Linked DNA regions of Oryzias latipes: region 1 is linked to region 2. A link is a contact called in public Hi-C data. All regions are on one chromosome and are shown on one strand. Each heading gives the region's core, a stretch centred on a gene start, on an enhancer-like site or on the middle of the called end of the contact. The rest is flanking DNA. Distances are from core to core; before and after follow the strand shown.

The links. Hi-C and Micro-C count contacts between places; a contact is called where the count stands out from the background.
Region 1: a contact with region 2 is called in a Hi-C map of embryo, with 1.7 times the contacts expected there. The contact joins two enhancer-like sites. A contact is called at or near these places in 2 of 5 Hi-C or Micro-C datasets (both in embryo).

Annotation. Positions count from the first base shown.
Region 1 is chr16:7,383,579-7,389,527 of ASM223467v1, forward strand. ldlrad4 (low-density lipoprotein receptor class A domain-containing protein 4) reads left to right here. Exons shown (of 4, transcript XM_011484919.3): 2 at 3,913-4,067; 3 at 4,290-4,340. Among protein-coding and RNA genes, the nearest start is that of fam210a, 22 kb to the right of the region's middle. Within about 2 kb of position 3,158, at least 2 of the 8 cell types and tissues checked have an H3K27ac peak or open chromatin away from gene starts, as enhancers often do. A contact at or near this core is called in embryo, where this site is marked.
Region 2 is chr16:7,337,186-7,343,618 of ASM223467v1, forward strand. No RefSeq gene overlaps it. Among protein-coding and RNA genes, the nearest start is that of ldlrad4, 9.8 kb to the right of the region's middle. Within about 2 kb of position 4,001, at least 3 of the 8 cell types and tissues checked have an H3K27ac peak or open chromatin away from gene starts, as enhancers often do. A contact at or near this core is called in embryo, where this site is marked.

The sequences.
Region 1 (5,949 bases), core at 1,908-4,407, 46 kb after region 2:
TAACGCTTGCTCCCCCTATAGCCGCCACCCCCCCACCCACAGAGAACCAGACGGACATTTCAGCGGCAGCAGGAAAGGGAGGACAGCTTTCCACATTTCATCCTATTTGGAATGAATTCAGGAAACTCATCAGAATTTCAGATTTGCATTAAAACCTAACGAAATCCCACATTTAGACAGATCAGCTTTGAAGTTGTTGTTTACCTTCCGGCAAATCTATTTAAGAAGCGCCGCAGCAAATCAGTTTTCACTCAGATGTCTTTACACCGGATGCCCTCCTTGACAAAACCCTGTCTGTTACAGACTCTTGTGGCTGCAAAGTTAGGCAGTAGAACTAACACTGGTTTAGAGAAACAAAAATACTAAAAGGACCTTTCAGTAAAGTCTGTCTTCTTCTGAGAAAAGACAAAAAAGTCCGTTTGATTCTCCTCAGAAAAAGAATTTGCTGCAGACTCTGTGTTCTTTGAAGAAGGCGTTACTGTTTGAAGGATCGGTGGTGAGGAATCCTGCAGTTCTGTGAGGAACCCCAAGCCTCTGAACCTTTCTGAACCTCCTCCTTCCTCCTCCTCCAGTTTCCTTTTTTCTGTGGCACCAAGCAGAGGTGAACTGCAGCCGCTTTAAGCGTAAAAACGTTCCTGCGTGTGTTTCAGGAGAGAGCAGCATTCCTACGGCAGCAGACTTGATGATTTTTCCAGCAAACCAGAGTGTAGCAGCTGTGCTGAAAGCACTGCACTGTGGCGTCAGAAACGTACCATGATGCACCAGGCTCTCTGGCTGCAGACGTCTGCACTGAAAACACTGAAAAGTTTGCTTTGTGCTTGACCTTAGTCTCAGCTTCCCTCAGTTCTTGTATATACAGTGGGGCAAAAAAGTATTCAGTCAGCCACCAATTGTGCAAGTCCTCCCACATAAAAAGACGAGAGAGAAGCCTGTGATTTTCATCATAGGTAGACCTCAACTATCAGAGACAAAATGAGAAGAAAATCCAGAAAATCACACTGTCTGATTTTTAAAGAATGTTTTTGTAAATTATGGGGAAAATGTTAAAGGGTGTAATTATGGGGAAAAGAAGTATATTTCATCAACACTAAATTGGTATTGTTGACGCGTGGTTTTTTGTTTGTTTTTTTGTCATTTTGGTTTTATGAACTAAAAGCTTCTCTCACTCCTCTGCGCTTTTGTAGATGAAGCCTCCGTCTTCTCGTTCTCCAGGGAGACGTTGCATGTCAGCACATAAGCATCTTCCACCCTCTTCTTCATGTCTGGGTGAAGGGCTCCGTGGTCCAACCCTTAACCTCTGATTAATTGTGTGTCACACTCAGTCTTATGCTGGTTGTGTTCTCATTGGACAACGCCAGACATGCAGGTAGTGGCAGGGAGAAGATTCTTCTTCTTTTATGTATTAACTGTTTATTACCACTCGTCCACCACCTACAATAGCATATAGCTTACCTGGGACCTTAAAGTTTTTATCTTTTATAAGGTGAAATTGGAATTCATGAACTATACATGTCAAATTTCAATTTCTGTGAACGCAGCATATGCCAAGCATTAGCACTACCATGACGTGGACCTCCACGGACTGAGTACCAGCGCTGTCACCTTTTGTAAATAAAATACCCATAACCTCACGTAAACAAGAATGGTCGACTTATCGAAAGAATAATTGTCAAATGATCAAAATGATCGCTAGCCAGTCTCCAGATCTCAACCCCTTAGAAACTCTTTGGAGGGAGTTGAAAGTCAGCGACAGCCCCAAAACATCACTGCTCTAGAGGAGATCTGCATGGAGGAATGGGCCAAAGTCCCGGCAACAGTTTGTGAAAAGCGTGTGAAGACTTACAGAAAATGTTTGACTGCTGTCATTGCCAACAAAAGGAATATAACAAAGTACTGAGTTGAACTTTTGTTATTGACCAAATACTTATTTTTTCCACCATAATTTACAGATAAATTCTTTGAAAATCAGACAATGTGATTTTTTTTTTCTCATTTTGTCTCTCATAGAGGTCCACCTATGATGAAAATTACAGGCCTCTCTCATCTTTGAAGTGGGAGGATTTGCACAATTGCTGGCTGAATGAATCCTGTAAAGTTTCAGTTTGGGAAAATGATTGAAAATAAAATGTTTCAGAGAAGACACTAAGAGAGTGTTAAAAGGCTCCACATGTTCCGAGCTTCATTCACATGTGTGCGTTTGGGTTGGATCAGACGTGTGTTGCCTCTCAGTCACAGAGCTGCAGGTAGAAATGTCTGATGAAGAGTTCTTTAGCAGACATTCAGAAGGTAGATGTCATCCTCTCCTGCACAGACTTCCTCTCTGACCTCTCTGGGTGTGGGGTATTGAAGTCACTTCATAGCTGTCACTGGGTCAAATCCAGGTTAAGCATCTGAGGTTACAGGTTTTAGCCCCCCCCCTCTTGATAGCAGTTGAATCTGTCTGTTCCGCTGTTGTGCAGGGGTTATTTTTGGTGAAGGGCTCTACGTTTGATTCTGTTCTTCATTGGTTTCCTGTAGCCGTCACATGATCTGAGTTTGCTGTCGTCTCTCTGTTTCCTGTTTCCTCCCCTCCCCGGCTGATGGTGATGGCTTTAATTGCTTTAAATGTCGTTCCCCCACAGCCATGTTTTTCCTTCGCTGTGGTTTGTGCTTGTTGGCTTTGTTCCTGTCAGTCCGACCCCACCCGTCCCCTGTGGCTGTTGTGGTGGAGCACAGTCAGCTTTGGGTGGGTGTACATTTCAGCCCTGGCCGGACTCTAACTAAGCCACAAAGGCTGGCTGAGCCTGACATGATGAACCGGCTGCTTGAAGCTTCTGTCTTTTCTTCTTGGGCTGTGATTTTTCATTACAGCTTTCATGAAAATCTTGGGATTACATTTAATGTGCTCCATCTTTCGAGCTCTTCTATCCCGGTTTGAGCGGCCCATGTTGGTCATTTTGTCTTTCAGAAGTGAATCTCTGTAGACGACATGCTGTCTGTGCCTCGTGTCATAGTTCTCAGAGATCCCTGCAGATGCTAAGAAGCCAACACCGTGTTCGTGTGTGTGCGTACGAGCGTGCATGCGTGCACGTGTGTTTGTGTGATAGCCCAGCAGTGAGTAAGTGTGAGTCAGAGGTCATACTGAGTCCAAGACTGGACAAGATGAGAACCAACAAAAGAGCCTCAGGCTGGGAGAGAGGAGGCAGACGGAGAAATACGAGGAAGCACAGACTGTGGGTGAGAGCTCAGGCCGGATCCTGGCGCCCTGAGACCTTCTGGGTCTGGTGTTGTTGAAGGTCAAGCTCAAAAGGAGAAGTTGGTTGTAGTTGGACCGACATTGAACCTCTTTGCTTCTCTGTAACTTCTGTGCGAGTGGTAAATAACTGATGACGATGATAATGGAGACCTGCAGGTGTGCAGCCACACTGCAGACTGAACGACAATGAAGTTGTTTCCACAAAACATTCAAGCTGGACGAGCTTTCCAAGGAATCTTTGGTCCTTTCAGTGTTGGCCGAACTTTACAAACCTGCTGTGGAAAGCCAGCGACCTTTGGGAACAGAAGCAGTAAAAGTCTAATTAAAGTCCTCAACAAGATGAACGTTTGAGGGGAAAGACGCTGGGATACAAATCTCTATGGTGATCAAACCAACTGTAACTTCTCTGTAACATCCTGTTTGGCCTGTGCTGCCCTCTGCTGGTCACCACGTGTACAAACAGCTTTTTTTCTGAAGACCAAGCAGAACTACTGTGATCACTATATGTATTTATATCCAAATCATGGAAAAGCCAAAGTCTGTAGAGATGTTGGAGGCAACCACCCTGACTCATTCTCCTGTAAATACGATAGATGCTCCGCCTTCCCGCTGCAGCACTTCTCCAGACTCATCCCTTCCTGATGCCTTTCCTCTTTCTCCTTTTTGTGTTTGTGCAGCTGAACTGGAGTTTGTTCAGATTGTCATCATCATTGTCGTGATGACGGTGATGGTGGTGGTAATCATCTGCCTGCTCAACCACTACAAGTTCTCCACCTGGTCCTTCATATCAAGGCAGAGCCAGGCCCGCAGGCACGAGCACGCCCTGCAGCAGGTGGGTCACATGTCTGCTTTCCTGTCAGCCTCACTGTGAACAACACACACTCAAACACACACACACAATTACATAGTCAGTGAGGAAAGCTGCTGCTGCCTGTAATGGACCGAACCATAGAGGCTGACGTTTGTCATTCCAGACAGACTAAAGCTGTTTCTTGCAGGAATTGATGAGGACAAAGATCCCAAAGTGAAACCTGTGTTTGTGTCTGTTGTTTAGAACGGGTGTCTGTGGCCTACAGACAGCAGCTCACGGCGAGGAGCCTCAGAGGTAAGAGCAGCACCTGACCCGTTTACAGAAGGTGACCTCCCAATGATGCTCCACAGTGGAGGACCAAGACTCTGGTTCTCCTGGATCCACTTCCCCTAAAGGGCCTCTACCATGCTATTCTAAAGCTCAATTATATCCATTTATCACCTTTGGCACACTAAAAAAGGATTTTTTAATGAAAACTTAGTCATTTTCGCAGCTCATTTCCAACCCGGATGTAAGATGACTGGATCTCTGAGGCTCCGCCTTTCGCTCCTTGTGGGTGCCGCCCATTTCATGACCTCCCCCTAGATCCGGTCTCTGCAGCGTTTCTGTCATCATCCAAACTTTCACAAAGATGGATGTTCACATTGTGTATAGAAAAGCGTTTTGCCTCATCACTAAGTTTTGAGAGGAATGCTCAAAAATGCATGAACGGAACAAAATACCACTTTGAGGTTGTTTTTTCCGTGAGGAATTAACATTATACTTAAACGCTCAAAAAGTTGATTTTGCATGGTAGAGGCCCTTTAATAACATCCACTGGGCTTTTTGTTTCTGTGTTTGGTGTGACCATAAAGTCAGACACGACCCCTTCAACACTTTTCAAGCCCCGATTCCAGTCAGCACATGATTCTACTTCTCTGACTGTTTCACATGGGTCTGCGTCTGCTGCAGGGTCTGCGCAGATTTCAAATTAGGGAGGGGGGGGGAGAGAGCACAGACTCTACCCAAAAGCAGAGAGGTGAAGCAGCTTATGTTGTTTTTTTATATTTATTTCCATAAATCCTTGAAACCCCCCCACAACCCCAATCATCGTCATTTGGTTTGACATAAAGTTAAGTTTAGAAGAGTGAATAAGCTCATTGTTTCTATTTATAATGAATAAATTACAGACAAAAACACTGATGTATTTAAGGATTCTTTTAGCAACAGTGATACTCCTGTGCTATGGATTTTTTTTTACCCATAATTCAAAGTAATATGCAATTCTTTATTGACAATTCCATTTGGAATTCGATCATGCGATTTGAAAATCTATTTTGCATTTAAAAATTCCATATGAAAAATGGCAAATCGATCTTATAAATTTAAAAATAAATTTTAAATAAAGCAAAAATAAATTGCATTTTGAATTGTTAGTGTTTTTAGTACCATGATTCAAATGACAATGGATTTTGCAATTTACAATTCAATGTTCAAAAGTTAAAAACAATAAATGATTCCTACAGTTTTCTGAACAATATTGTTATTGACAGTTCAAGATAAAACCTAATGCAATGCCAAAAAATTAGTTTATGTTTGAAAACGTCATTGAAAAAAGAATAGAATAGAATAGAATGCCTTTATTGTCACCATACACATGTACAATTTGCATCAAACGCGCATACAGTGAAATGAGAGCCGCTCACTGTTCAGTGCAAACATGCATGAGAAAAATAATATCCCAAAGTAATAAAATAAAATAATTTCACAAAAAAGTACAAAAATTTACAAAAGTACAAAAATGTAAAATACAAATTTTTTGCTGAGTAGGTTTTACTTTCCGCAGAGAGGTAGGTGAGAGCAAGAACAAGAAGAGCAAGAGCAACGCAGGGCAGATTATTTAGGAGGAAGATTGAAGATGTAC
Region 2 (6,433 bases), core at 2,751-5,250:
GAGAACAAACACAGAGGAGACGCAGAACGTACGCAGAGCACACACAGAACCGACACAAAGCAGATGCAGAGCAGACACAGAGGAGACGCAGAACAGACACAGAGCAGACACAGAACAGATGCAAAGCAGACGCAGATTAGATGCAAAGCAGACACAGAACAGATGCAAAGCAGATGCAAAGCAGACGCAGAGCAGACACAGAGGAGACGCAGAGCAGACACAGAACGAACACAAATGAGACGCAGAACGGACTCAAAGCAGACGCAAGGCCGACGCAGAGCAGACACAAAGCAGATACAGTGGAGGCACAAAGCAGACACAGAGGACATGCAGAGCAGACACAAAGCAGATGCAAAGGAGACGCAGTACAGACACAAAGAGAACAGACACATTGAAGACGTAGAAAGGACACAAAGCAAACACAGAGGAGATCCAGAGCAAACACAAAGCAGACACAATAGAGACGCAATACAGATGCAATGCAGACAGAGAACAGACACATAGCAGACGTAGAAAGGAGACAAAGCAGAAGCAGAGCAGGAACAAAGCAGATGCAAAGCAGACGCAGAGGAGGGACTGAATAGACACAAAGCAGACGCAGAGCAGACACAAAGCAAAAACAAAGCAGACACAGAGGAGCCGCAGAACAGACACAAAGCAGATGCAGTGGAGGCACAGAGCAGGAACAAAGCAGACGCAGAGGAGGCACAGAGCAGAGACAACGCAGACACAGAGCAAACGCAGAGCAGAAACAAAGCAGATATAGAGGAGGCACAGAGCAGACACAAAGCAGATGCAGAGGAAGCACAGAGCAGGAACAAAGTAGACAGACGAGGCACAGAGCAGACACAAAGCAGATGCAGAGGAAGCACAGAGCAGACACAAAGCAGATGCAGAGGAGGCACAGAGCAGGAACAAAGCAGATGCAGAGGAGGCACAGAGCAGAGACAAAGCAGACAGAGCAAACGCAGAGCAGAAACAAAGCAGATATAGAGGAGGCACAGAGCAGACACAAAGCAGATGCAGAGGAAGCACAGAGCAGACACAAAGCAGATGCAGAGGAAGCACAGAGCAGGAACAAAGTAGACACAGAGCAAACGCAGAGCAGAAACAAAGCAGATATAGAGGAGGCACAGAGCAAACACAAAGCAGATGCAGAGGAAGCACAGAGCAGGAACAAAGTAGACATAGAGGAGGCACAGAGCAGACACAAAGCAGATGCAGAGGAAGCACAGAGCAGACACAAAGCAGATGCAGAGGAGGCACAGAGCAGGAACAAAGCAGATGCAGAGGAGGCACAGAGCAGACACAAAGCAGATGCAGTGGAGGCACAGAGCAGACACAAAGCAGATGCAGAGGAGGCACAGAGCAGACACAAAGCAGATGCAGATATAGAGGAGGCACAGAGCAGACACAAAGCAGATGCAGATATAGAGGAGGCACAGAGCAGACACAAAGCAGATGCAGAGGAGGCACAGAGCAGACACAAAGCAGATGCAGTGGAGGCACAGAGCAGGAACAAAGTAGACATAGAGGAGGCACAGAGCAGACACAAAGCAGATGCAGAGGAAGCACAGAGCAGACACAAAGCAGATGCAGAGGAAGCACAGAGCAGACACAAAGCAGATGCAGAGGAGGCACAGAGCAGGAACAAAGCAGATGCAGTGGAGGCACAGAGCAGGAACAAAGCAGACGCAGAAGAGGCACAGAGCAGGAACAAAGCAGACACAGAGCAAACGCAGAGCAGAAACAAAGCAGATATAGAGGAGGCACAGAGCAGACACAAAGCAGATGCAGAGGAAGCACAGAGCAGACACAAAGCAGATGCAGAGGAAGCACAGAGCAGACACAAAGCAGATGCAGAGGAAGCACAGAGGAGGAACAGAGTAGACACAGAGCAAACGCAGAGCAGAAACAAAGCAGATATAGAGGAGGCACAGAGCAGACACAAAGCAGATGCAGAGGAGGCACAGAGCAGGAACAAAGTAGACATAGAGGAGGCACAGAGCAGACACAAAGCAGATGCAGAGGACGCACAGAGCAGACACAAAGCAGATGCAGTGGAGGCACAGAGCAGACACAAAGCAGATGCAGAGGAGGCACAGAGCAGACACAAAGCAGATGCAGTGGAGGCACAGAGCAGACACAAAGCAGATGCAGAGGAAGCACAGAGCAGGAACAAAGTAGACAGACGAGGCACAGAGCAGACACAAAGCAGATGCAGAGGAAGCACAGAGCAGACACAAAGCAGATGCAGAGGAGGCACAGAGCAGGAACAAAGCAGATGCAGAGGAGGCACAGAGCAGACACAAAGCAGATGCAGTGGAGGCACAGAGCAGGAACAAAGCAGACGCAGAGGAGGCACAGAGCAGAGACAAAGCAGACAGAGCAAACGCAGAGCAGAAACAAAGCAGATATAGAGGAGGCACAGAGCAGACACAAAGCAGATGCAGAGGAAGCACAGAGCAGACACAAAGCAGATGCAGAGGAAGCACAGAGCAGGAACAAAGTAGACACAGAGCAAACGCAGAGCAGAAACAAAGCAGATATAGAGGAGGCACAGAGCAAACACAAAGCAGATGCAGAGGAGGCACAGAGCAGGAACAAAGTAGACATAGAGGAGGCACAGAGCAGACACAAAGCAGATCCAGAGGAAGCACAGAGCAGACACAAAGCAGATGCAGAGGAGGCACAGAGCAGGAACAAAGCAGATGCAGAGGAGGCACAGAGCAGACACAAAGCAGATGCAGTGGAGGCACAGAGCAGACACAAAGCAGATGCAGAGGAGGCACAGAGCAGACACAAAGCAGATGCAGATATAGAGGAGGCACAGAGCAGACACAAAGCAGATGCAGAGGAGGCACAGAGCAGACACAAAGCAGATGCAGAGGAGGCACAGAGCAGGAACAAAGTAGACATAGAGGAGGCACAGAGCAGACACAAAGCAGATGCAGAGGAAGCACAGAGCAGACACAAAGCAGATGCAGAGGAAGCACAGAGCAGACACAAAGCAGATGCAGAGGAGGCACAGAGCAGGAACAAAGCAGATGCAGTGGAGGCACAGAGCAGGAACAAAGCAGACGCAGAGGAGGCACAGAGCAGAGACAAAGCAGACACAGAGCAAACGCAGAGCAGAAACAAAGCAGATATAGAGGAGGCACAGAGCAGACACAAAGCAGATGCAGAGGAAGCACAGAGCAGACACAAAGCAGATGCAGAGGAAGCACAGAGGAGGAACAGAGTAGACACAGAGCAAACGCAGAGCAGAAACAAAGCAGATATAGAGGAGGCACAGAGCAGACACAAAGCAGATGCAGAGGAGGCACAGAGCAGGAACAAAGTAGACATAGAGGAGGCACAGAGCAGACACAAAGCAGATGCAGAGGACGCACAGAGCAGACACAAAGCAGATGCAGTGGAGGCACAGAGCAGACACAAAGCAGATGCAGAGGAGGCACAGAGCAGACCCAAAGCAGATGCAGTGGAGGCACAGAGCAGACACAAAGCAGATGCAGAGGAGGCACAGAGCAGACACAAAGCAGATGCAGATATAGAGGAGGCACAGAGCAGACACAAAGCAGATGCAGAGGAGGCACAGAGCAGACACAAGCAGATGCAGAGGAGGCACAGAGCAGACACAAGCAGATGCAGTGGAGGCACAGAGCAGAGACAAAGCAGACATATAGCAGATGCAGAGCAGACGCAAAGAAGACACAAAGCAGACGCAGAGCAAATGCAATCGAGACTTTGTGACTCTGTTCATGTGTCTGCGTGTTTTAGTCAGTATGAGTGAGTTGCATGTGTGTAACTGTGGGTCTAGATGTGTGTGGAAGCAGGTGAGTTTGTGTGTGTGCATGCATGTGCAGGCATGTGCATAGGCCCCCAGTCTTGTGTGTGTGGGGGGGGGGTGTTTGGGGACTGGAGAGCTTTCAGTTATCAGGCGTGTCTGCTGCCTGTCTGGTATGGTCTGACCTGTTAGTGGTGTCAGTCTGCACATGGCTCCCCAGGGGACCCGACTGATGCTGCAACCGAGCTGCATAAGCATGTGAGCATGTGTGTCTGTGCGTGTGTCTGTGTTTGTGTGGGGAGGGGGGTGTACAGAAGCCCTGATGTGCAAATCCCACCAACAAATCACACAAAGCAAAAACATTTTAAAGATCACAAGGACAATAAAAAATGCAAAACAGGTAATACAAAAAAAAACATTTTAGAAAACATAACAAAATTCTAGAAACCAAAACACAATTTCAAAAAATGGTTAAACTAAAAATTAAATGTTGAATAACAAAACACATTGAGTAGTGGCTGGATGGCCGAGTTAGCTGCGTGTAGAAATGGCACACAGCAAATCAGGGTTCAATTCCCACGGGGGGATAGCCTCATCCAGAGTGGATTTTTGGGCAAGACCCTTTCTATGACTATGTAGCTACAAGGGGGTCCAATTCTGGTTCCCCCTAGATGTGTGTGGAAGCAGGTGAGTTTGTGTGTATGCATGCATGTGCAGGCATGTGCATAGGCCCCCAGTCTTGTGGGCCTATAACATACTGATAACTGATAACATACAGGGTCGCGTCAGGTGAAAACAATGTCAGCTAAACTGCCTGTGTGAATCAGTGAAAGCTGTTTGGCTGTGGTGACTCCTGAAGGGGTATGCCAAAAGGTCAACAACATCAATAAGAAACCAGAAAAGGTAGGAACTATGGGACATTGCTGATTGGATTGTAACATTTGATTTTTTTTAATGTTTTTTTTTCAAATGCATCCTCGATGTCCGCACACTAATGAAAGTTTTAGGATTAGGATGGAGCGTATCCAGTATCACTTGATGAACAAATGTCCTCATCTAGTCAGGGATGTCCCATAGTACCTATCTTTTACAGTTTCTTCTTGTGTTTAGTTTTTAAATATTTAATTTAGATTTCTGGAAATTACTTTTGTTTCTCTAAAGTGTTTCATTTTTATTCCATTTCATTCTTTTTTGGAATTTCAGTCAGACAACTCTTGCAGTAAGAAATATTTATTTGACATTTTCCACATTCTTTAAGTTGGCATTCACATATTTTCGTTTGGCATAAGGCTCCGTTCAATTCCATGAGAAATTTCCATAACACTTTCGGGTAACAAAACCCCCCCTTTACGGAGCCCACAGGTGGAAGCCGGGGAGGAGGGTGGGGCGAAGAATGAGCGCTGAAGGTAAGAAAGAGAATGAACGACTGCGCACATGGGCTTAAATAGGACGCTGAGCAGGTGAGTTAATTGACTGAACCGCCCTAGGGTATTTACCTGTAAAACACTGCAGCGAGTATCTGCCCGAAATACGATAAATCGTCATTTCAGTCAGACAACTCTTGCAGTAAGAAATATTTATTTGACATTTTCCACATTCTTTAAGTTGGCATTCACATATTTTCGTTTGGCATAAGGCTCCGTTCAATTCCATGAGAAATTTCCATAACACTTTCGGGTAACAAAACCCCCAACACTAAAATCATCCAGAAGAAGAAAAATGTGAATGTATAATCAGTGTGTAATAAAATGGGGTGTGTTTTTGGCAGCATTCCATTTTCATTTCATTTCCCAGTATGACTGCTATGTGTGACCCGGCACCATTGACCGTTTGGGCCGCCCCCGTTCGAGTACAGCGCCACGAAGGGAACATGCTATCTAGTGGATCTGCTATGTGTGACCCGGCACCATTGACCGTTTGGGCCGCCCCCGTTCGAGTACAGCGCCACGAAGGGAACATGCTATCTAGTGGATCTGCTATGTGTGACCCGGCACCATTGACCGTTTGGGCCGCCCCCGTTCGAGTACAGCGCCACGAAGGGAACATGCTAACTAGTGGATCTGCTATGTGTGACCCGGCACCATTGACCGTTGGGCCGCCCCCGTTCGAGTACAGCGCCACGAAGGGAACATGCTATCTAGTGGATTTGCTATGTGTGACCCGGCACCATTGACCATTTGGGCCGCCCCCGTTCGAGTACAGCGCCACGAAGGGAACATGCTATCTAGTGGATCTGCTATGTGTGACCCGGCACCATTGACCGTTGGGCTGCCCCGTTCGAGTACAGCGCCACGAAGGGAACATGCTATCTAGAGGATCTGCTATGTGTGACCCGGCACCATTGACCGTAGGGTCGCTCCTGTTCGTGGAAACCACGAGGAACATACTATCTGAAAGAGAGAGGGAAAGAAATAAAAGGGGACCCAACATTAAATCTCATACCTGATCTTAGAACGTAAGCTCACTTCCGCAAAACGCTGTGCAGAACTATAATTTAAACCGCCAAACAACCCGTATGAGACACTAACTTAACATCCAATCCAAAGCTTCCGATGGCGTATTATGAGATGCTTAACAGCCATTATTCAACTTCTATTAAACTAAGAACAAGCTTGATGGCCATAAACTTCTTCCATTTTGGCAATT